Linked DNA regions of Mus musculus: regions 1, 3, 4, 5, 6 and 7 are each linked to region 2. The links are chromatin contacts, called in public HiChIP or PLAC-seq, capture Hi-C and promoter capture Hi-C maps. All regions are on one chromosome and are shown on one strand. Each heading gives the region's core, a stretch centred on a gene start, on an enhancer-like site or on the middle of the called end of the contact. The rest is flanking DNA. Distances are from core to core; before and after follow the strand shown. Region 1 holds the start of Zfp57 (zinc finger protein 57). Region 2 holds the start of Trim39 (tripartite motif-containing 39). Region 3 holds the start of Tcf19 (transcription factor 19). Region 4 holds the start of Olfr94 (olfactory receptor 94). Region 5 holds the start of 2410137M14Rik (RIKEN cDNA 2410137M14 gene). Region 6 holds the start of Olfr90 (olfactory receptor 90). Region 7 overlaps Gabbr1 (gamma-aminobutyric acid (GABA) B receptor, 1).

Evidence for each region. Promoter capture Hi-C pulls out the DNA fragments that hold promoters and counts their contacts. HiChIP or PLAC-seq counts read pairs in DNA pulled down with a chosen protein or histone mark. Capture Hi-C pulls out chosen DNA fragments and counts their contacts.
Region 1: an H3K4me3 HiChIP or PLAC-seq map of embryonic stem cells shows a contact between it and region 2, with 7 times the contacts expected there. The contact joins the promoter of Zfp57 here to the promoter of Trim39 in region 2. A contact is called at or near these places in 7 of 39 promoter capture datasets (cranial neural crest, embryonic stem cells, frontonasal cranial neural crest and 4 more) and 6 of 115 datasets of contacts at active chromatin or transcription factors (bone marrow-derived dendritic cells, embryonic forebrain, embryonic stem cells and 1 more).
Region 3: a contact with region 2 is called in a promoter capture Hi-C map of the HPC-7 cell line. The contact joins the promoter of Tcf19 here to the promoter of Trim39 in region 2. A contact is called at or near these places in 2 of 39 promoter capture datasets (the HPC-7 cell line and erythroid cells).
Region 4: a contact with region 2 is called in an H3K27ac HiChIP or PLAC-seq map of epiblast stem cells, with 7 times the contacts expected there. The contact joins the promoter of Olfr94 here to the promoter of Trim39 in region 2. A contact is called at or near these places in 4 of 39 promoter capture datasets (the 3T3-L1 cell line, cranial neural crest, embryonic stem cells and 1 more), 5 of 115 datasets of contacts at active chromatin or transcription factors (astrocytes, embryonic stem cells and epiblast stem cells) and 1 of 9 other capture datasets (embryonic stem cells).
Region 5: a contact with region 2 is called in a capture Hi-C map of embryonic stem cells, with 3 times the contacts expected there. The contact joins the promoter of 2410137M14Rik here to the promoter of Trim39 in region 2. A contact is called at or near these places in 5 of 39 promoter capture datasets (frontonasal cranial neural crest, hippocampal neurons, liver and 2 more), 8 of 115 datasets of contacts at active chromatin or transcription factors (astrocytes, bone marrow-derived dendritic cells, embryonic stem cells and 1 more) and 3 of 9 other capture datasets (adipose tissue, embryonic stem cells and liver).
Region 6: a promoter capture Hi-C map of hippocampal neurons shows a contact between it and region 2, with 10 times the contacts expected there. The contact joins the promoter of Olfr90 here to the promoter of Trim39 in region 2. A contact is called at or near these places in 7 of 39 promoter capture datasets (cranial neural crest, embryonic stem cells, hippocampal neurons and 4 more), 4 of 115 datasets of contacts at active chromatin or transcription factors (embryonic stem cells, epiblast stem cells and forebrain) and 1 of 9 other capture datasets (embryonic stem cells).
Region 7: a contact with region 2 is called in an H3K27ac HiChIP or PLAC-seq map of SST interneurons, with 4 times the contacts expected there. The contact joins the enhancer-like site here to the promoter of Trim39 in region 2. A contact is called at or near these places in 9 of 39 promoter capture datasets (the 3T3-L1 cell line, cranial neural crest, embryonic stem cells and 5 more), 1 of 484 Hi-C or Micro-C datasets (cortical neurons), 7 of 115 datasets of contacts at active chromatin or transcription factors (SST interneurons, astrocytes, embryonic stem cells and 1 more) and 1 of 9 other capture datasets (embryonic stem cells).

The regions. Positions count from the first base shown.
Region 1 is chr17:37,000,922-37,003,988 of GRCm38.p6, reverse strand. Zfp57 (zinc finger protein 57) reads right to left here and starts at 1,464. Exons shown (of 5, transcript NM_001013745.2): 1 at 1,212-1,464; 2 at 674-703.
Region 2 is chr17:36,269,893-36,272,857 of GRCm38.p6, reverse strand. Trim39 (tripartite motif-containing 39) reads left to right here and starts at 1,425. Exons shown (of 7, transcript NM_178281.1): 1 at 1,425-1,521.
Region 3 is chr17:35,515,406-35,518,205 of GRCm38.p6, reverse strand. It overlaps Tcf19 (transcription factor 19), which reads left to right and starts at 1,382. Exons shown (of 4, transcript NM_001163764.1): 1 at 1,382-1,447; 2 at 1,776-2,328. The coding sequence starts at 2,091. It overlaps Cchcr1 (coiled-coil alpha-helical rod protein 1), which reads right to left and starts at 953. Exons shown (of 18, transcript NM_001372297.1): 1 at 267-953. The coding sequence starts at 464.
Region 4 is chr17:37,196,583-37,199,341 of GRCm38.p6, reverse strand. It overlaps Olfr94 (olfactory receptor 94), which reads left to right and starts at 1,376. Exons shown (of 1, transcript NM_001011518.1): 1 at 1,376-2,536. The coding sequence starts at 1,376. The coding sequence ends at 2,536.
Region 5 is chr17:36,979,489-36,982,523 of GRCm38.p6, reverse strand. It overlaps 2410137M14Rik (RIKEN cDNA 2410137M14 gene), which reads left to right and starts at 1,287. Exons shown (of 4, transcript NM_029747.3): 1 at 1,287-1,384. The coding sequence starts at 1,382. It also overlaps the pseudogene H2-M4-ps.
Region 6 is chr17:37,084,837-37,087,944 of GRCm38.p6, reverse strand. It overlaps Olfr90 (olfactory receptor 90), which reads left to right and starts at 1,709. Exons shown (of 1, transcript NM_146477.2): 1 at 1,709-2,754. The coding sequence starts at 1,782. The coding sequence ends at 2,714. It overlaps Gm41579 (a long non-coding RNA gene), which reads right to left and starts at 219. Exons shown (of 3, transcript XR_876797.2): 1 at 145-219.
Region 7 is chr17:37,061,074-37,064,045 of GRCm38.p6, reverse strand. Gabbr1 (gamma-aminobutyric acid (GABA) B receptor, 1) reads right to left here. Exons shown (of 23, transcript NM_019439.3): 12 at 1,270-1,512; 13 at 653-716. Among named protein-coding and RNA genes, the nearest start is that of Gabbr1, 17 kb to the right of the region's middle. Within about 2 kb of position 1,570, at least 50 of the 459 cell types and tissues checked have an H3K27ac peak or open chromatin away from gene starts, as enhancers often do. A contact at or near this core is called in SST interneurons, cortical neurons and forebrain, where this site is marked.

The DNA.
Region 1 (3,067 bases), core at 215-2,714, 730 kb before region 2:
GAGTCCAGTATCACATGTACAGCACAGTGATAACAACCCAATATCATTTAAATTCTTTGTTCACTCTGAAATTTTTTTAATTTCTATTTCTCCTCTCTAGATGCAGGGAAGCATAAAGGCACAGAGACTCGTGGCCCTTTCTTTTCCTCTCAATTCTTTTGCTACGTGAAAGTGCCAGCAAGGAACAAGGCATTCAAGGAATCGCTAGCTCTGATCCCCAAAAAAGTTGCCAGGAAAGCTGCATTCTGAGGTTGATTTTCTTCCTTCCTTCTGTCTGTCTCACCTCTCATTATTCTTCCGTTGGAAAAAAAAAAAAAAAAAAAAACATTCCAAACAGTGTCTTCCAGGACCTGTCCATACAGTTCTATGCTAGTGTCTTCCAGGACCTGTCTTTAACCATTCTCAGCAAAGACCCCTTTATCAACAAGTCTTAACAATAGCATAAAGATGCGTGGTGACCTAGACGATTACCTAAACACTAGGAAGGCTGAGACAGGATCTCCGGGAGTTCTAGGACAGCCTGGGCTACAGAAAGCATAAAACATCATCAACAACAGCAGCAGGAGCTGCTGCACATTCACACAAAGCAGGGAGTGGTCTTTAATATAGATACAGGCTGATTAAGGAGACTGACAGGTGTTGGGTACCTCCATCCACCTCCTCACTCATTTACCTCTGATTGTTCTTTCCTGGTGCAGGAGCCCTGAGAAGGCAAGAGACTAAATAAGACTTGGCTGTTGATTGGCCGGAGGTCAGGTCCCGTCCCTCCCGACTCCCACCCCCCTGGCATGGGAGATGGGCCAGGCCTGGCCTCACCCTTCCACTGGGTAAATTTCTGGAGGGACTGTGCAGACGTCTCTCAACCCTGAGTGCACTCCTCCAACTAAAGCCCATTCATTGTTTCACAAATCTGAGGAGTCAGCCCCAATAGCACAAAGGAAGCTAAGACAGGAAGATCAGGCAAACTTGCCACAATACACCCCGTCTGTCCGGCTCTCTAAAATCTGTGGCCCCGCCGCTCTCACGCACAATCTGACAAGAAATGCCCGCCGGCTTTGCCCGGTCAGCCCCGGTCCCAGACTCTAATCCCCCGAGGTTTCAGCCACGTGAGCCTTTCCACCGCGGAGCCAGGCGGCTTCTCCCACCCAGGTGTCGGGCCCTCGTGGCTCCACCGAGGGAGCGGCTCCACCCGGGTCCCCGCACGCTCTCACCGCGCTCGACAGCCCTACTTGAGGCTCGGCAGTCCTGCCGTTCCCAGCGCTCGGCTTCTGAGCCGTAGCCTCGGACCACAGCCACACAAAGGGCTGGGCGCGCGTTCCAGCCTCGACCAGAACGCAGCGGCGTGAAACCCAGGAAGGGGCCCTTGCCAGAAGTCAGGAATCCGCTACTTTGTCCCTCTGCTTCCGTTCTGCTCCGTCCGCAGGTAACACATCTCAAGTGGCTGTCTGCCAAGGTCAGAAATTTAGATCTGAAGAAGCCCAATGCCTGAATGCCACGCCTTCTCGTCCCGCCTACTGTTGGTCTTCACTGGTCTCAGCTGCGCTAGGAAATTCCATTTCCTAAGATAAGTATTTACTCCTGGGGTGGGGAATGGGAGTGGGGGATGGGGGTAGGGGGTGGTGGGAGGGACGGGTGACTCAATTTCCGTAATTCCTTGTACTAGGCAGCTGAAAGTGAGTTCCACGCCTGCCTGGGCTACACAGTAAAACACACACACACACACACACACACACACACACACACACACACACACACACACACACACACACACACACACAAATAAAATAAGGTAAGACTAAAGAAAAACTGGAACACTTCGCAGACAAGTAAAGTGGGCCGTGGAGCAACATCTTAGCTAAAGTAAAATCCAAGAAAGCACAGGAGACTTAGACTATAGTTACAGGATAGCTCAGTAGTTAGAGAGGATTCCAGGACACCTAGCACAGAGAGACCTGTAACCAGGGAACCCCACACTCTTCGTTTGGTACCATCCCATATGTGGCATTCACTCATACAGACTCAGGACAATAAAAATAATGATTAAAAAAAAAAAGATACAGACACTTCACAGGTATCACATCACGGTCAAGTCGTATTAGTGTTTCACATACCAAATTCACTTCAGTCTCTCTCTGTAATCCTTTCTTTTGTTTGTTTGGATTTGTTTTTAATAAGTTCCATTGGAATTATAACACTTAACCCAGGTCTCAGGCAGCCAAAGCACAAACATAGTTGGGGAGGGTGATAGGAAAGTATAGAAGGTACTAGGTTGCTGGGTGGTGGTGGCGCTCGCCTTTAATCCCAGCACTTGGGAGGCAGAGGCAGGCAGATTTCTGAGTTCAAGGCCAGCCTGGTCTACAAAGTGAGTTCCAGGACAGCCAGGGCTATACAGAGAAACCCTGTCTCGAAAAACCAAAAAAAAAAAAAAAAGAAGAAGAAGAAGGATTGAAGCAATCCATATGTAACAGGCCTGTAGTGAGGTAAAAGAACAAACAAACAAACAAAAACCACGCTTTCCGTCAATAATGAACTGTTTCTCACCCTGACTTCAAATTACCTTATTTACAAAACTGAGCAACCATAATTAGCTGATTTAGGTTCTTCAACTTTAAATAAATAAATAATTTATTTATTTATTATTTACTTACTTTCTTAGAGACAGCTCTTCCTAGGAACTCACTATGGAGCCATGCTGACCTTGAATTCAAGACCCCCTCGACTCAGTGATTGAGTGTATACTGGCTTCTGGTCCTTAATTCTTGAGGTGGAAACACCATGTTGGCCAGCAGGTAGCCCCAGCACACAGTCAAACACTATAGGACAAATGAAACCCTTACAAAGGTTGGTTCAACATTTTATGCTGGCCACTAGGCTGTTTCCAGCTGATGTTTGATGTGCTAAGAACCTCTTGAGAAAGCCCAGGCACATTCTAGCCCACTGCACTCCACCTTTATCTAGCTCAGCATCCTTCTTCCCGTGCTTCGCTGATGTCTAAGAAATGCTTCTGTCTATAAATCTTTAGTTAACTACACTCGTCCGCATAGCACTGGGTTTGTCGCCTCGCCTC
Region 2 (2,965 bases), core at 176-2,675:
ACCAAACACACTCCTTCTCTCCTTATCTTTTTATAAAACACAACAAGGAGGCCAATGTGCAAGTCTGGAGTCTATCCATAAGCTCCATCTGCTCTCCCAGAGAAACTTAAGCAAGGTCTTCAAAGAGAAAGAAGCAGGCTTTGGTTCCCACCCAGTGTTTCCTGAGCACAGGATTTGGTCCTCCTGGCATCCTAGATGCAGGGGCAGCAAAGCACCGAACTAGACCGGTTTTCTACACTCCAGCTCCAGCCAGGGAAAGCGTTTCGCTAATGTCAGCTGTGGTGGCTACTCCTGGTGGTCAACTTGACTATCTGGAAGGAATTACAACCCAGAATTGGAGGGCTCACCTGTGATCCAGATCTTGAGGCTGGAAGACACAAGTTTCTGACCTGGATCTTGACATGGAGATCTTGAGGTACAGTGGCCATTAAGTTTAGGACCAGGCAAGGCAGTACACGACTTCAATCCCAGACTGGGGCAAGGAGTTCTCTGAGTTCAAAGTCAGCCCGGGAGAAAGCAAGTCCCAAATCCAAACAAGGTGGTGCACACCTTAATCTGGGCCACGCCTTCTGCTGGAAGTCTACATAAGGACATAGGAAGAAGGAAGATTCTCTTCTTCACGGGCTTGCACTTACTTGCCAGCACATCTGTCGGAACCTACTTCTACAGAAGACCAGCTGAAAGAACTAGCCACGTGGGACTGCGCAACTACTAGATTCTTGGACTTCCCATCCACAGCTGCCCATTGTTGGGTTAGCCTGTAAGTCATCACGATTAATTATAGAGAGAGAAACATTCACTAGGTTCTGTAGCTCTAGAGAACCCCTGGCTAATACATCACCCAACCGGAGGAGGGGAAAAGACGCACCTCGGTCTGCAGCCAAGATAACTCACCTACTACAGCTTGCCGGTTAAATTGCCAAACCTCAGCCAGTCGGAAGTGACGTGCCAGCATAGACTCTCAGGTCGGCCACGTAATACACCGCCGCCTTAAACAGCAACCCTCCCCCAGAATTGACCCGGAGACCGGGAAAGTGTGGCCCAACGCCCACAACCCGTAGCCGCCCAGGCCTCTGCGGTTCCCAGCCCCACCGAGGACCAGCTTGAGCCTCTGCGGGCTCGCTGACCGCGCAGCTCTGCCAGCCCAGCCACGGCGCGCTGCCCGCCATGGGGTTCGGCGTCTCGCCACGCGCATGCGCGGCCCTCAGTCTCCGGGGGACCGCTCTGGTCACCTGGGCGCCAGCACCTCAGCCACGGGAAGCGGCGGGTTCCCTCTCGCCCGGTAAACTAGCCGCGCAGGCCCTCGCCTCCGGCTCTCCGCCCGCCACCCGCCGCGGGCCCGACTAGGCCCTGGCACGGCGGCTCGGCGCCGCGCAGCTGTCTTCCATCGCCGCAGCGCGGCTTCCGCTTCCGGCGAGTATTGTGTGTCGCGCCGCGGGGCGGGGGTGAGGGGAGGAGGAAGGAGGGAGGCAGTGCTCCGGCGGCTCCGCGCCCGGCACTCCGGGACCCGGAGCCGGGAAGGTAGGTGCTGCGCCGCCGCCACAAGGGTCCCGCAGCCGGCTCCAGCGAGCGGGCTCCTCTCGCCGCGGCCCTACGCCCGGCGAGTACGTCAGCCGGCCGGCGCGCAACCACAGCTGCCTCCGCCCGCCTCGGGCCCGGAGGACGTTTGCCGCCCCGGCGACGTCAGCGCGTCCGGCGTTGCTTGGCTACCCCGCCGTTCCCCTGTCCCGCTGCCTTTGGTCTCCCCGGGTGAAACTGACGCAGTCATCGCGGGTCTGGGCTGCGACATGGCAGCGGGCATCCCACCTTCACGTCACACCTCTCCCTCACTTAGACACGCATCCGTTCCTCCCTGCCAAGCACGACGTATGCTCCCTCACTCTGGTCCTCATGCTCCCGATATGGCTGGAGAAGATGGAGAACGGGTGGGACAGAGTTGTGGCCAGTGCTTGAAAGAGGCTCCTGAGGTGGTACCCAATAGTGATTAAAGGCAAAACGTGGACGTCTCTGACGCGATTACTTACACTGAGATCGAGTAATGGAGAGTGGGAGGAAGGATCAAGCCAGAGGAGCACAAGGCCATATTATGGCTGCCCTCTACACCACCACCACACCACCCCCAGCTCCAAATCCTCTCCGTTCTTCACTATCCTTGAGCCCGTTTCTCTCTCATACCATCTATTTGCTAATTAGATACATGCAGGTCTCTCAAGTGTGAATATGGTTCAGTTTTAGGTGAGGATGCCACTTATCTGTAGGATTGAGGAGGAGGAGGCTAAGTCACTAGTCAAAACTGGATTCTAATGGGCAGAGAAGAAAGAAATCATCCAACTGTACTTATCTGGATCAATTCTTTTCTCCATTAAAAGAGGATAAGTTACCAACTCCTACTTAAAATCCTTCCATTTGTACCACCAGTATACAGAAATAATCATTGTTGCCCCAATTCATTACATGGGCACTTTTCTGTCGATGGGTAGACCTATCAAATTTCCTTCCTTTTTGGGGGGCCCCTTTTGGGACAGAAGGAAAGTAGGGGGTTATGGGACCAGATAAATTAGCTTACTTATGTATTGACATCTTAAGAATGGAGAGCTTTGGTTGTCTCTTTCCATACACTTATTCATTTATTGAGACCAATAACTATTTATTGGTTATATTTAATTTAGGCTGGCCTCGAGTTCCTGAGGCTCCTGCCTTTGCCTCCTCGGTACATGCGCTACCTACCTAGTATTAACCATACCTGGCTAATTTCCTTCCTAATCACTGACTATCTAAGGAGTTAGTTATCAGTAGTGACGTTGAAAGACTGCAGTCACCACTGAATGTTTAGAATGTACTTGCCAGCTCTCTCTCCAAGAAGCTGCTGCCCTCAATGCACTCAATGGTGCTTCCTTAGAGCTGATATGTATTTGTTGCTTTGCAGCCATCCCAGCTGCACACAAATAGAAATGCGGTGAGTGAC
Region 3 (2,800 bases), core at 133-2,632, 750 kb after region 2:
GAGAAACAAGGATACTTCAATTCAATTTTTCAGGCCACCTTCCAAAGAAAAAGCCCTATAAAAACAAAGTCATAATCCTTAAGTTACTGACAGGTCTATCGGGCTGTACGCTTCTCTTTTCCTACTTCCCTAAGGCACACGGTAACCAAACCACTTGCTTGTCCCAACTACGCTCCTGATAGAATGAACCAGGCAACAACCCTAAGGTAAATTTACTGAGACGAGGCTTCCTTCTACTTACAGGAATGTGGGTGGTGTGCCTTTACCTTCCTCCTTAAGTGTCTACGGTCCCTGCAGCTCAGGACTCTCTGGACACAGTATAAGGAGCCCACTCTCCACAGTCCTTGCCATGGAATGGTAGGGCCGTTGGGAAGCCCATCTAGGCACCATCGAGCCAGGATTTCTGAGTCATTTCCTATTAAAGAGTTAGCCCAAGGCCTGGTCCGGGAAGAATGAGGCCACATGTGGGGTTAAGCGTCTTCCCTAGGATCCCTGAGGAATCGGAGCAGCCGGGAGCCCGTTGCTGGGAAGCCAGCTTCCTGGCAACTCATCTGGGCCTCTCTGTAACGGGCCTCAGTTGCTCTCTATCCCCTCGGCTTCCATTCCCGATGCATCTCTCTTCGGAGTCCTACAGCATCTTCTTTCCCCCACTTCCATCAGAATTCAAGTTTTTGGGTTTTTTTTTTTTTCACTCAACCCCCGCGATTCCTACCCGTTTCTCTTCCTAGACCTAGTATGAGTCTTTTTCGATGGAATTATCTTGGTCGCTCCCTGTCCTGTCTCCCCCACTTCTCTCCCGCACACACCCCGGGCTAATCCCCGTCAGGACCCTGAACTCTGAGGCTGTCTTGACCTCCTCATCTATCCTTTGACCCAGCTCCTGCACCCCTCTTGCCCTGTGGATCCCCTCCGCCCCCCTTGCGCCCCCTCTCAGACTCTTCCCGCCCCCAACTGACTCTCCCCGAACGCCCCTTACCCAGCGCGAGATCCGCCCTCTTGCCACGCCCCTTACACCTAGCACCCAGTCTAGACGCCACACCCAGATCACGCATGCGCGGGGCGGCGGGCTGCTCTACAGCTCCATTTCTCCCTACCGGAAATAGGAAGAAGAAAGGTGCAAGCAGGCACCCTGACGCCCCAAACTTTCTCCGCGCCCTGACGGCCCCTCCTCTCCCCGGGAACCCGGGAAAACGTGCCGGCCAATCAGAAGTGGCGGAGAGCGGGAGATGAGCAACTCCCCCCTGCGCATCGGCCAATAGAGCAAATGGGTGCAACTCAGATGGCCAATCAGAAGCAGCCGGCGGGGGGGCGGGCTCGCGGGCGCGAAGTCGGACCCGGGAATTCCGAAGGAGGAGTCTGCGCAGCGCGCGCGCGCGCCTTCACCCAAGCCCCGCCTTCGGGGCGGCTTCCTTGGCTGTCAAACCTCGGCGGGAGCGCGGGACGCAGGGTACGGAATCCCTTCCTCAGTTTACCCCGCGAGCGAAAAAAAGAAAGGGTGAGATCCACTTTGTTACAGAATTAGGGACCCGTCTGCGCCGCCCTTTGCGGGTGACAGTGGATTCACTTCCCTTAGGGGAACTGATCCGAAGAGCGGGGGTGGGGGGGAAAGATGGAAGGGGTGCGCTACTTGGATTAGAAAGTTTAACCATAAATTCCCTGACTCCAGGTTACACTTAGGGAGAAGACCCGTGTCACACGCACGTTTGTGTACCAGGGCCCCTTCACCCCCTCTGCCTGTTCCCAGTTGCGGTTTAAACTAGCTTTGCCTTGCACAGATTGTCGGAGGCTCCCGGATGTTGAGCCGCCTGAGGATCCGGCTTCACTGAGGTGCCACAAGACGTCTTCCTGGTTTTGCATCGCATCAGGACTTTACTGGAATTGCTTTTTAAACCTCATCTTGACAGCCTCTGTCTTGGTGCATATCCAGGCCTCTGGCGCTCTGAATCTGCACTGCTTAAGTTGGCATTAGGCACAATACTTAGCTGTTGACATCAGAGAGAACTGAATTGAAGCCCACGGTGCATGACCCAGGAGTAGGAGAGGGAATGGACTTCTGAGGTGGGCAAAGTGGTGCAGAGGGGGCACCCCCCATGCTGCCCTGTTTCCAGCTGCTGCGTATAGGGGGCGGCAGGGGCGGTGACCTCTACACCTTCCACCCCCCGTCCAAGTCTGGCTGCACCTATCGATTGGGCTGCAGGGCCGACCTGTGTGATGTGGCCCTGCGGCCCCAGCAGGAGCCCGGCCTCATCTCTGGAGTCCATGCGGAATTGCATGCTGAACTCCAAGGGGACGACTGGAGGGTCAGCCTGGAGGATCACAGCAGCCAAGGTAAGCAATGAGCAGAAGAGCCCCAGACAGGCATGAGTAAGAGGAGCCTCTGGGACCCTGCTACCTGCCTCCCAGAGTCCTAGTCTGGTGAGCAGTCTTGGTTCCGTCTTGTCTGCTCACACTTCTGTCAGCTCCACACAGGACTAAACCTGCTTGTCTGCTTTAGCCTACACCGGACCTAAGAGGGGTGTGCAAGCTGTCATCAAATTCTACATTCTAGTATTAAGCTCAGATTTGACTGTTCCCACGTTTGCTGAAGCACCTTGTTCCTGCTAGGCATTTATGAGTGTTCTAGTGACCTAGGCATTCGGTCCCAACCCAAGACAGTCCACAAAGGCTGGGGTTTACCTCAGTATTCCATCTTCAGGTCTTAGCTTCCTAGACCAAATGCAATGTTTGGAGAAGCCTAACCTGAGGTTGTCGTGGGCATTATTAGTCCCCAACAGGCAACAGTGAGTTTATGGTCTGGGCC
Region 4 (2,759 bases), core at 127-2,626, 930 kb before region 2:
CTACTTGGTAAGACATCTTGCCAGGCCAGAGGGCTGTGGTTCTTTTTAAATTAAAAGCACTAAGTGTGTTCACAAGTTATATATGTGATATCTGTCATAAAGCATGCATAGAAAGACTCTTGTGCAAGTTTTATCTATTCTATCAACCATGATAATTTCTGTATCCCCCAGATTGTTGAATTCAGTATCAATACCTAGAGCCTTGAAATCGAGGTCCTTTTTGTTTCTTGCATTTCTTTTAAATTTGTTTGAGAAACAGTTGACAGGAAAGCCCATGATAGACCCAAGAAGTCAAATTCCACCACCATTTACACATGACAAACTTGAAGGAGAATGATATGAAATGATTTCTACATCTCAAATAACCAACCAGACACTGTTGTTTTAGCTGAGTACAGTTTGAGGCCTGAGGGCTCCTCATTTCTGGTCTGATAGGAAGTATTCCAGTATAACATGTTAAAAACAAACTCACAGAGTAGGAGCATAGCTCAGTCTGAGCATGCTTAGCATGTGCAAGGTCCCAGATTCAATCCCCAGCCCAAGGGGGGGGGGGGCGAGGCACAATAAACTTTAAACGGGTTTATTTGAGCAAATAGCTATTTCTGAATCAGGCAAAAGTGGTTCAGTGGGCCACAGCCGGGAAACATAGGGAACATTTTGATAGGATGAACACAGAAGTAAAACAAAGAAACATTTGGGTGGATGCTGGACACTGTAGCTCATGATTATAATCCTAGCTCTCTGGAGGTTGACACAAGAGGATCAGGAGTTCAAAGGCCATCCTCTGCCTCTCAAGTAGAACTGAAGGCCAACCTGGGCTTCATGAGGCCCTACTGGAAAGAAGGGAGGGCGGGAGAGAGAGAAGCAGGCAGGGAGAGAAGGAAAGAAACCTCAAGACAGGCAGAGACAACGGAGGCAGAGAGGAAGGAAAGGAGACTAAGGACAAAAATATTTGATTGGCTACAGTTACCATATTTGGTGTAGTCCAGTGGAAACTATAGCTAGATATTTCTTGGCTCCTCCTATCAGAGCGCACTTGGCTTTAACTGTTGCATAAACAGAAAAGTGGATGATACTGCTCCATCTAGTCTCACTCAGGCTTAACTCTTAGACAACGCCCACTTTTAAGGAAAACTGGGGGCGGGGTGCTCAGAGTGGAGTATGCCCTTCTTATACAAAGTATCTTTATAGCTGCCCTTAGGAGGAATGCTGAATTTCTTCCTTAATCCCTGGAAGGGCAACCAGAACCAGGAACACAGACCTGGTTAGCTAGCGATAGACTTAGGACAATTTGATCTTGTAAGTTGTGTCTAATTGGCTCACCTGTTAAGCACAGTTTCTATCCCCCTTGAAGGACTTGTAAAGGAATACTGGGATGTGGCTATGTAACAAAACCAAAACTTGGGCATGTGCCGAGTTTATCCCATATTGGAGGTTCTTGTTTGTTGTGGTTAGCGGTAAGACAGGGTTTTACTATGTAGCTCTGGCTGGCCTCGAACTCACAGAAATTTCTGGCCTTTGCCTCCCAGCGCAAGGCCCGCAACACTGTCTAGCATTAAATATTTTTGTCTCGCCTTCCGAACCTTCTTGGAGTTTTCCCCCTCAGGCTAACCACAGCTCAGCGGAGCGCTTCCTACTGCTGGGTTTCAGCGACTGGCCCTCTCTGCAGCCTGTCCTCTTCGCACTGGTCCTTCTCTGCTACCTACTAACGCTCACCGGCAACGCGGCGTTGGTGCTGCTGGCCATTCGCGACCCTCGCCTGCACACACCCATGTACTACTTCCTTTGCCACTTGGCTCTGGTGGATGTGGGTTTCACCACTAGTGTGGTGCCACCGCTGCTGGCCAGCCTGCGCGGCTCAATGCTGCAGCTACCGCGCGCTGGGTGCATGGCTCAGCTGTGCTCATCGCTGGCGCTGGGCTCCGCCGAGTGCGTGCTGCTGGCCGTCATGGCGCTGGACCGCGCGGCTGCGGTATGCAACCCTCTGCGCTACACCTCACTGGCCTCGCCGCTACTGTGCCGCACGCTGGCCGGAGTCTCCTGGCTCGGTGGCCTGGCCAACTCCGCGGCGCAGACCGCCCTGCTGGCCGCGCGTCCCCTGTGCGCACCCCGCTGTCTGGACCATTTCATCTGCGAGTTGCCGGCGCTGCTGCAGCTGGCCTGCCGCGGCGGCCGCAGCGCCACCGAGCGCCAGATGTTCGCCGCGCGTGTGGTCATCCTGTTGGTGCCTTCGGCGGTCATCCTGGCCTCCTACATCGCCGTGGGCCGCGCGGTCTGGGGCATGCACTCCAGCTCTGGCTGGCGGAAAGCGGCGAGCACATGTGGCTCTCACTTGACCGCGGTCTGCCTATTTTATGGCTCTGCCACCTACACCTACCTGCAACCCACGCATAGTTACAACCAGGGCCGTGGCAAATTCGTCTCGCTCTTCTACACGGTGGTCACTCCCGCTCTCAATCCTCTCATCTACACACTGAGGAACAAGGAAGTGAAGGGGGCGGCACTGAGGCTCTTGCGGAGTCTGGGGAGGCCATAGGTGGGACAGTGAAAAAACTGAGAAGGGCTCAGAGTCCTGGAAATAGGATGCTCATAATTTTTGTCTGTGCATAAGGATCTGCAAGTTTTGTGCTCCGTGAGTTCTGGGTTAGTAGCGAGATTCTTTTCTCTCACCGGGTAGGGTTTGAATTCTTGCGGGGTGCGGAGAGGGGACTCCTGAAATATATAAACACTCTTAAATGGTGATGTGGTAAATGGCTCTT
Region 5 (3,035 bases), core at 38-2,537, 710 kb before region 2:
TGGCTTAGGGGTTGTTAAGAATGGGCCCGCTCACACACATCCATTTACCAGTTGAGAAGGGTAGGGGTATCAGGGCTTTTGGGTAACTTGACTTTGGTCAAAAGAATGGAAACTAATCTCCACTTCTGACAAGGGTGGAGACTATGCATTCCGATCTGTCCCAGAGATTAGAATATTGCATACCAATGCCCCCTTCCACCTTCTTTGGGAGCTAATCTAACTAGACTTGTTAATCACCTAGCCAGCAGACAACCCCTCTGGAAAGCTGGTCATTTGAAAACATGCAAAGGAAATGGAAGGAATAATAATACCCCAAATGAAATAATGTACTTACTACGTTCCTGAAGTATCCCCCCAGCCCTCCCCCCAAATCCACTTCCTTGTAGATTAACTGCTGAGTCTGTTTGCTTTCCTGATTTATAACTCAAGGGGTTAATCCTTTCTTTTCTCCTTTCTACAGCTGCTTACCCTCCCCCATTGATGACCCTTAGCCCCTGCTAAGATTATGGTTTGCTAGTGTTGTTGCCTTCCCTCACCCCTCCCCCTCCCCGCCATCCCGAACTAATGAGGTGAACCTGGAGCGTCCTTCTGACTCTGGCTTGTTATTGGCTTTTCTTTCTTTTCTTTTTAATCAAAAACACTCTAAGAATCCACAAATGGGAAACCTCTTTTCCCCAGTAATGTTTGGACACCCACATGTTCACTTCTGTTGTGTGTGGGAATTTTGTAGAACCACTAAGAGTCATGATCTGCCCCCACACACCCACAACGCTATAAAACTTCATAGACAGGGATCTTGCTCTTCAAGTTCTCCAAACACGGAGGATGGGGTCCGTGGTGCTGCACACCCTCTTTCCATTGCTGGCGACCGCCCTGGTCCCAACTCAGGCCAGCGCGGGTGAGTGCAGGGTGGAAAGTGAAGCCACTTCTGTGGGGAGGAGGGAGGAGGCTGGGCAGCAATAGCTCAGGGAACGCTAAGTCTCAGCGGCTGTCTCCCAACTACACACCCTCTGCCAGGCTCTCTTCTCCAATCCGTGTCTGGAGCCCTGTGTGCTAGTTCTCCTCCCAGCAAGTCCGCTTGTCTCCAGGTCCACCTGGGTTGACCCCCGCACCACCCCTAGGCTCACACTCCCTGCGGTATTTCACCACCACCTTGTACGATCCTGGCTAAGGCAAACCTCGGTTCACCGAGGCTACATGGACAACATACAGATCACGAGCTTCAGCAAAGACTTGGAGAGTCAGTGGGTGGAGCCGTGGGTGCCATTTATAGCTCAGGAACCTGAGCATTTGGAGGAGCTGATGCGCCTCGCCAGGAGGATCTTAATACTCGGTCAAATCGAACTGTGGACCCTGTTCGGCTATCATAGCCAGAGAGAGAATGGTGAGTGATCCTATATGGAAGGCTAGTCTATAGTCTCCGCATATTCTTATGAAATATGTACCTTGGGCTGGTGAAATCTGCAAGTTCCTGCAATCCTGGAGAAGCCTGCAGAAATTTACTGTGGTTTCATTTCAGTTTGAAGTAGGCTTTGACCAATCACGAGCAGGCTGTGTGCAATGAATGGGGCTAACCTGGGACATGGTGCTGACCACTTTGGCCTCAACAGAGTCTCACACTGTCCAGTGACTAATCGGCTGTGACATAGGGCCAGACCATCACCTCCTCCGTGGGTATAAGCACATCACTTATGAAGGCCAGGATTACATCTCTCTGACCGAGAGGACCTGCGCTCCTGGGTTGCAGTGGATACCGAGGAGTCTCAGATCACTAGGTGCAAGCAAGAGGCATCTGGTTTTGTTATATCATGCACATCTTTCTTGGAGGGAAGGTGCGTTGAAGTGGCTTCTCAAATACCTGGATAAAGGGGAGGAGATGCTGCAGCATGCAGGTTTCAGGGGTAGCTTCTATTGGCCCTTGAGCAGACTTTATGCCAGGACCAATTCCTAAGCCACCTATTGTGAAATACTGTCCCCCAGGCTCCACACAAGGCTGTTACTGTTTCAAAATCAGAAAAGCTGTGATTACCCTTACTGGGGATTCTAGCCATTCACACCCTCCTATGTTCCCCAATCACAAGGAATCCTACTAGCCACATCTGGACTTCAGAAATATTAGTGTATATGGGAACTAGAAGGTTAATTGATGGTATGGGTGTAGTGGCTGATGCCTTTAATCCCATCATTGAAGAGGCAGAGGCAGGCAGATGAGTGAGTTGGAGGCCAGCTTTGTCTATATAGTGAACTTCTGGATAGCCAGTATGGTAATGGTGTGTGTGTGTGTGTGTGTGTATTAATTGATTGAATTCATTGGTGGCACACTCCAGTGATCTAGCTTTTGTGAGTTGTCATTCATGCTGGAGTGGGCTTTTCAGTGTTGTAGGTGTTTATGAGTATTAAGTAACGCCTCACTCGTGTCTGTAAGTAACCTTCAATGCATTTATGGGATTGCCAAACTGTGTTGGATGGTAAGGATGGGCTTTGATGGGATCATTCATTTGGTCTGTTGTTGGAGTCCTGTCTGGGGTGAATAGATATCTATCATATCTCTCCGGAGAAAGTAATAAAATACTCTACACCCAAGTGGGGACCCAGCAGGACCAAAATGGGCTTGGGAGGATCAGGTTCACGGTTACTGGGATATAAGACATGAAATTGAAGCCAAACCATCCATGGGAGAAATTACTGATGTGTCTCTGCTTTCTCCATGTGGTGTGGAATGGCAGCGGAGGGTTGCAATGCACTTGGTGTGGATGATTGGACTCACATCTGAGACTGCTCCATCTGAAGGTGTATCGATACCTCGACATGGCATGCTATCTATCACAACAGCAACAGCAATTTCTGAAATAATACTTGTGGGGCAGGATCCTAAGCAGACAGTGACAGCAGTTGTGTGTCCTTTGCTGTGGGCAGTTGAGACTTGCAACTGGGGCTTAGCCATCTTCCCAGGGCTCTCAAGGCTGTGGGACATAGAAGCAGATGGGGTCTGGGTGATGTAGAAGTAGAGAAATTGAGTGTTGTCACTGCTCATT
Region 6 (3,108 bases), core at 460-2,959, 810 kb before region 2:
CTTCTTGGTGTCCATGTTGGGAACAAAGCACCTGTTGAGAGTTTGGTGACAGACTATTATTGCTGGCCAAAGAGGAAGAGGATATTCTGTCGTTGAAGGTACGTAAAATATTTCTCATCTGTGAAATATCAGATGTGTACTTACCAACCAAGCCTCAGGATGGAAGGCGAATGAAACCAGAGATTTTTGTTTGTTTCTTTGCTATTGGAGAAGGTTGCTTTGAAAAAAAAACACAAAGAAACAAAGAATAAGATTTCATTTAGTGTGTGTGTGTATGTGTGCGTGTGTGTATTCATGTGTACATGTGTGTGTCAGTGCTTGCAGAGGCCAGAAAAGGATATTGAATTTCCTGAAGCTGGATCCATAGGCTATTGTGAACTGCTTGTGAACTGCTTGTGAACTGCTTGACATGGGTGTTGAGAACTGAACTCTGGCTCGCACCAAGCACTTTTAACTGCTGAGTCCATTTTTGCTCTTGAAATAAGGAATCACTGTGTGGCCCATGCTGTCCTCAAACTCATCACCCTTCTTCCTCCACCTCCTGAGGGCTGCCATGAAAGGCATGAAAGGCTGCCACAATGCCTGACCTAAACAGGGTGAATTTCTAACACCTATACCAGCCATGTGGTTTCATTCCTTCAAGTTCTGAACAGGAGCAGAGCATGGTCAGCCACAGTTCCCCTCTTTCTGCATTTCTCTGAACACCAGGCCCGAGAAATTATCTCTGGAATCTTCATCCTAATATCTGTTGGACAGGTGCCTGAAACATGTTATTTACCCTGATACAGTTTGATCATTGATAAAATTGGGATGATCATTGCAGAGCTATTTGTAGAAACCAGGTGTTCAGATAGATATCTATCACAATTGGCCCAAGGAAAATACTTTGCAGATGTAAAATCTCAATATAAAAAGGAGAAAGTGATTACCAGACCATCATTGACTTCTTCAGATGACCAACCCCTGCCCTGTCTCATAGTACAATGTTTACACCTTAGAGCTTCAGAGGGAAAAAAATGTACAGGCCAATAAATGTCAGAAAGACAGGCAGACAGTGGTGGCACACACCTCTAATCCCAGCACTCAGGACAGAGGCAGGCAGATCTCTGGGTATGAGGTTAATCTGGCCTACAGAGTGAGTTACAGGATAGTCAGGGCTACACAAAGAAAACTTGTCTCAAAAAAAAAAAAGAAAGAAAGAGAGAGAGAGGGGGGAGGGAGGAAGAAAAGACAAGACAAGAAGAAAAGAAAAGAAAAACAGGATGACACAAACTAGGAGAAATTATACCAAATGGAAAAGCTCAAAAGAGAGAAAAGGGCAAAGAAACAGGTATTTGAAACACATAAAGATATTCAGAATGAGGCAGAGAAAAGGAAGGAGTTAATTGCCAAGAGAACAAGCAAATTAGAAACAGAAAGTTAGTAAGAACAGAAGTTGGTGCGTGAATGAGTTGGGTGCCACTACGGTAACACACTGAAAACTGCACAAAGAAAGCAAAGAGTGCTTTGCTGCTATTGACATCAGTCTCCTTTGCCCAGGAACCCAGTGTGAGGAGCCACCTGTTCTCCACCACACTCCTGGTTTCCTCTCAGCTAGTGGACTCTATCTGACCAGGAGGAAGAATGGAAGAAAAGTCCTTAGGTGACGGGCCTGGAGAAGGGAGCCTGAGAAACATCAGTCTACCTTGTGTGTCCTGAGAAGTAGTCAGGGTGAGTTTTCACCAGGTCCTTTGTACCACACTAAGCTGACAGTCTCATCCCTCCAACTAGATACAGAGACCATGGTCAACCAGAGCTCCCCCGTGGGCTTCCTCCTGCTGGGCTTCTCTGAACACCCACAACTGGAAAAGGTTCTCTTCGTCGTTGTCTTGTGCTCCTACCTCCTCACCCTCCTAGGAAACACACTAATCCTCCTGCTGTCCACCCTGGATCCCAGGCTCCACTCTCCAATGTACTTCTTCCTCTCTAACCTCTCCTTCTTGGACCTCTGCTTCACCACAACCTGTGTCCCCCAGATGCTGTTCAACCTCTGGGGCCCCGAAAAGACCATCAGCTTCCTGGGATGCTTTGTCCAGCTCTTCATCTTCTTATCTCTGGGGACGACGGAGTGCATCCTGCTAGCAGTGATGGCCTTTGACCGCTATGTGGCTGTGTGCCAGCCCCTGCACTATGCCACCATCATCCACCCTCGCCTGTGTTGCCAGCTGGCAGCTGTGGCCTGGACGATTGGCCTAGTGGAGTCAGTAGTTCAGACGCCATCCACTCTGCGCCTGCCCTTCTGTCCCCACCATCAGGTTGACGACTTTGTGTGTGAGGTCCCTGCTTTGATTCGACTGTCCTGTGGGGACACCACCTATAATGAGATACAAATGGCTATTGCCAGTGTCTTCATCTTGGTTGTACCTCTGAGCCTCATCCTTGTCTCTTATGGTGCCATTGCCAGGGCAGTGCTGAGGATAAGCTCTGCAAAGGGGCGCAGGAAAGCTTTTGGGACCTGCTCTTCCCACCTCATTGTGGTCACTCTCTTCTACAGCTCAGTCATCGCTGTTTATCTGCAGCCCAAGAATCCTTATGCTCGAGAGAGGGGCAAGTTCTTTGGTCTCTTCTATGCTGTGGGAACTCCTTCTCTTAACCCTCTCATATATACCCTAAGGAACAAGGAAGTAAAGAGGGCATTCAGGAGGCTGCTCTGGAAGGAAGTGAAGCCCGGCTGACACACTCTCAGTAAGCTGAATGGGAAATCTGCATGCCTTGTAGGCTTAAGTTTTCCTCCCTAACATCTTCAGACCTATCCTGCCTCTGTAGTAGATGACAGACTGTAAGACACAAAGAAGAGAGGTTCAGTAAAGGAGTATAACTATGCAAAAACCTTACCACATGAATCAAATGTAATCTACCTGTATTTTCATTAATTCATCCTCGTCCTCATACGCTTCATCTCATTGACTTTATCTCTAATTCCTTTCCCTTCCCTGTAAATATAAAGTATCGTATTTATTTTTTAAGGTTTTATTTTATTTTTGTTTTTTTTTTTAAAGATTGATTTTATGCGTACAATGTAGCTGTCTTCAGACATACCACAAGAGGGCATCAGATCCCATTACAGAT
Region 7 (2,972 bases), core at 321-2,820, 790 kb before region 2:
CTTCGCCCTGGCTGAAGTCCAGCCTCACTTGTCCCATATACAAAGAGAGCTGAGAGGATTTGGTGGCAGACGTTGGTGGGGGGAGGGAGGGAGGGAGAAAGAAACTTTTCCCAGAGGCTAAGAAATGGGTCTCTTGGCCACACCCACAAGAGGCTAAGTCAGGTGGAACGGAAGGATTAACTCACAGTAGGTCTGCAGACTCCTCAGAACTAAGTTACAGGGAACGCTATCTAGAAAGGCCAGTAGGACTGGAATGCTGTTCTCACATAGCAAGGAACTGAGTGAATTCCTTTTAAAAGAAGCCAGCTTTCCTTGATCTTTTTGGACACACTTTTTGGACAGCTCTTCACCTTTCAACCCAGCCTCAGGCAGGCAACTTCTGGGACTAAAACTAAAGCCACTGGGAAGAAAGAACAGCTGCTTTTTTTTTTTTTTTAACCTGTATGCCCCTTTGAAAGAACAGAATCACTGCAAAGATCCTACCCATGTTCTTTTTATCAGTATTTAAAAGCCTGACGAACACAATGCAATGTAGGCAAAATGTACCTGGCAATCTGTGGAGGCTGATCAATGTTCTTCCAAGAGAGCCCTCAGCCCAGTCCCTGCCCAGCCCTGCCTGCCCCTCCCTGAGCCCCCTCACACCCGGGCTCACCCTGTAGCTGCTCGATAAGCGTCCATGCCATCCGGGAGCCGCTGGCATCAAAGACCACGTGGCCCTGAGGAGAAACATGTGGAGGAAGGCAGAGGGGATAAAAGCAGGAGGAAAAGAGAACATCAGGGACTCCGAAACCTTCTGTTTTTGATGTAATTGAGCTTCTGAATGAAGGCTATTTATGGCATCCGTCCGCTGCATGTAGGACACACCCCAGATGCACATACCCTAGATTCTGGAAACAGTATTCTTTGGAGAAGAAGCTTCCTTCATCTTAAGATCTGAATTAGAGAGTCCCCCCGAGAGAGGATCAGGAGCAATCACCAAACCCTACTGGGCACTAATTTCCTTACTTTAAAAGGAATGAGGAGATGAATTCTCAAGTCGTTCTCTTTTTTTAAACTGTAAACACCTTGACCAGCTTGAAAAGCACTAGAATAGAGCAATTCTTTTCACTGCCATATTTTGTATGGCTTTCTGGTTTGGGGGGGTCCCACCTCCATAGTCTAAGACGGCTTTACTGATTCTGACAGAAAGATAACTGAGAAAATGTATCTAGGGACCTTCCAGGCATCTCCCTTTTCATGGGGTGCACAACAGAAGCTGCTGTAACTCACAGAAACACCCTCAAAGGAGGAGGAGTTCATGGCCCGGTAGATTTGGTCTGTAATGGTCTGGTTGTTGTAGTTAAAGTCCTCCAGGCGCACTCCTGAACGGCCACCTCCTCCAGAGGTCTTGTTCAAGGCCAAAGCCAAGGCCCAGATAGCATCATAGGCCAGTGGTGCCTCCTGGAAGCCTCCAGTCTCCTCAGGGTGTCTTTTCAGCCGCTTGGTTAGTTTCTCCACAAATTCCTGTGATGTCTGGAGGGAAGAACAAGAGGAGAGAGCATTGAAATGTGCGTGGGCGCAGGGGGAGAGGCCTCAGTTCTGGCTCAGACACTGTGACTCGAGCGGATGGTTTGTGTTCGTGTTGTGGGGTAGACCATATGTACAGACAAAATCGTTAGCTATACCCATGTGTCTATCTTGGGTTGGAAGCTACAAGACTAAAAGCGGGGATTAGCTGAGTCCAATGGTCTTAAGAGTGTACAGCTGCTAGCTCAGAACTACAAACAACAGAGAAATCTGATGAATAAACACTCTGGGAAATGAATGGCAAACGAGCGAAGCAAAGACCCAGCCAAGGAAGAGATGGATATTGCAGGCAGCTGGCATTCTCCCAACCCTCAGGCTCTTACAGCAGAGGTGACCCAGGAGCTAACAACTCCTCCAATTTTGAAAGATCCAGAAAAGGCGACACCACAGCCTTTTGCACTCTGCCTGCGAACCAGGAGGATTGTTCTTTAGGGAGCTAACTTCTCGCTAGTCTGATATGACTTCTGTTGGCTGCCTCCTTGGACTGGCGACAGCCACAGGAAGCAGTCTTCACATGGTACAGGTCCAGATTCAGTCCTATTCACACCCCTTTTTGCACTCAACCTTTTTTCTAAGGAACCTAAAAAGAACGGCAATCCCTTTAACTTTCATGGATGAAGAGAACTGGCCGTATAGCTTACAATAGCTCTGCTTGGCTTTCTTACTTATGGGTGAATGAATTCCTGAACCTCTCAGAATTGCCTTCCACATAACAGAGAACATCATACCTTCCCTTCCTGACCAGATAGGAAAACATTTAAATTTGTCTTGGCAGAGCACTTGTATGACACAGAGTCACTGCACAGATAATTGGTCGGGTTTAGAACGTTCACAGGCACACTCTAACAAAGCAGAGATGATACACGAATGAAGAATCTTTGTTCCTGGCCAGTGAGATGATTCAGCATGTAAAAGCACCTACTTACTGCCAAGCCTGAGTTGGATTTCTGGTACACACATAGTGGAGGGAGAGAACCAACACCCAAAGGTTAACTTCTGACCTTCACATATGCACCTTGGTGTGAACACATACATAAAATAAATGGATAAAATGAAATTTTAAAAAATCTTTAAACCTTGTTCCCATGCCCTAAAGACATTTATTTTTCTGTCTAATTTTCTAGAAATAGCTTGGGCCTTGAAACACAAAGGTCTGGGCTCAACTACACTAGAACAGAAAGAAGCTCCATTCCTCTCTTGAGGACTGGTACCTATCGTTGAGCACAGCTCAAAGTGGACATACTATAAATGCCCCTGGAAATCTGTAATTCACATGGCACTGCAAAGGTAGACACACGCCACGTGTACCCCTGGAATGCAAAACTCTAACAGCTGGTCCTAATATAAGCCACAAGCTTTGAGTGACAACAGCTGGTTGATAAAGATCATCAACATTCACAAGTATA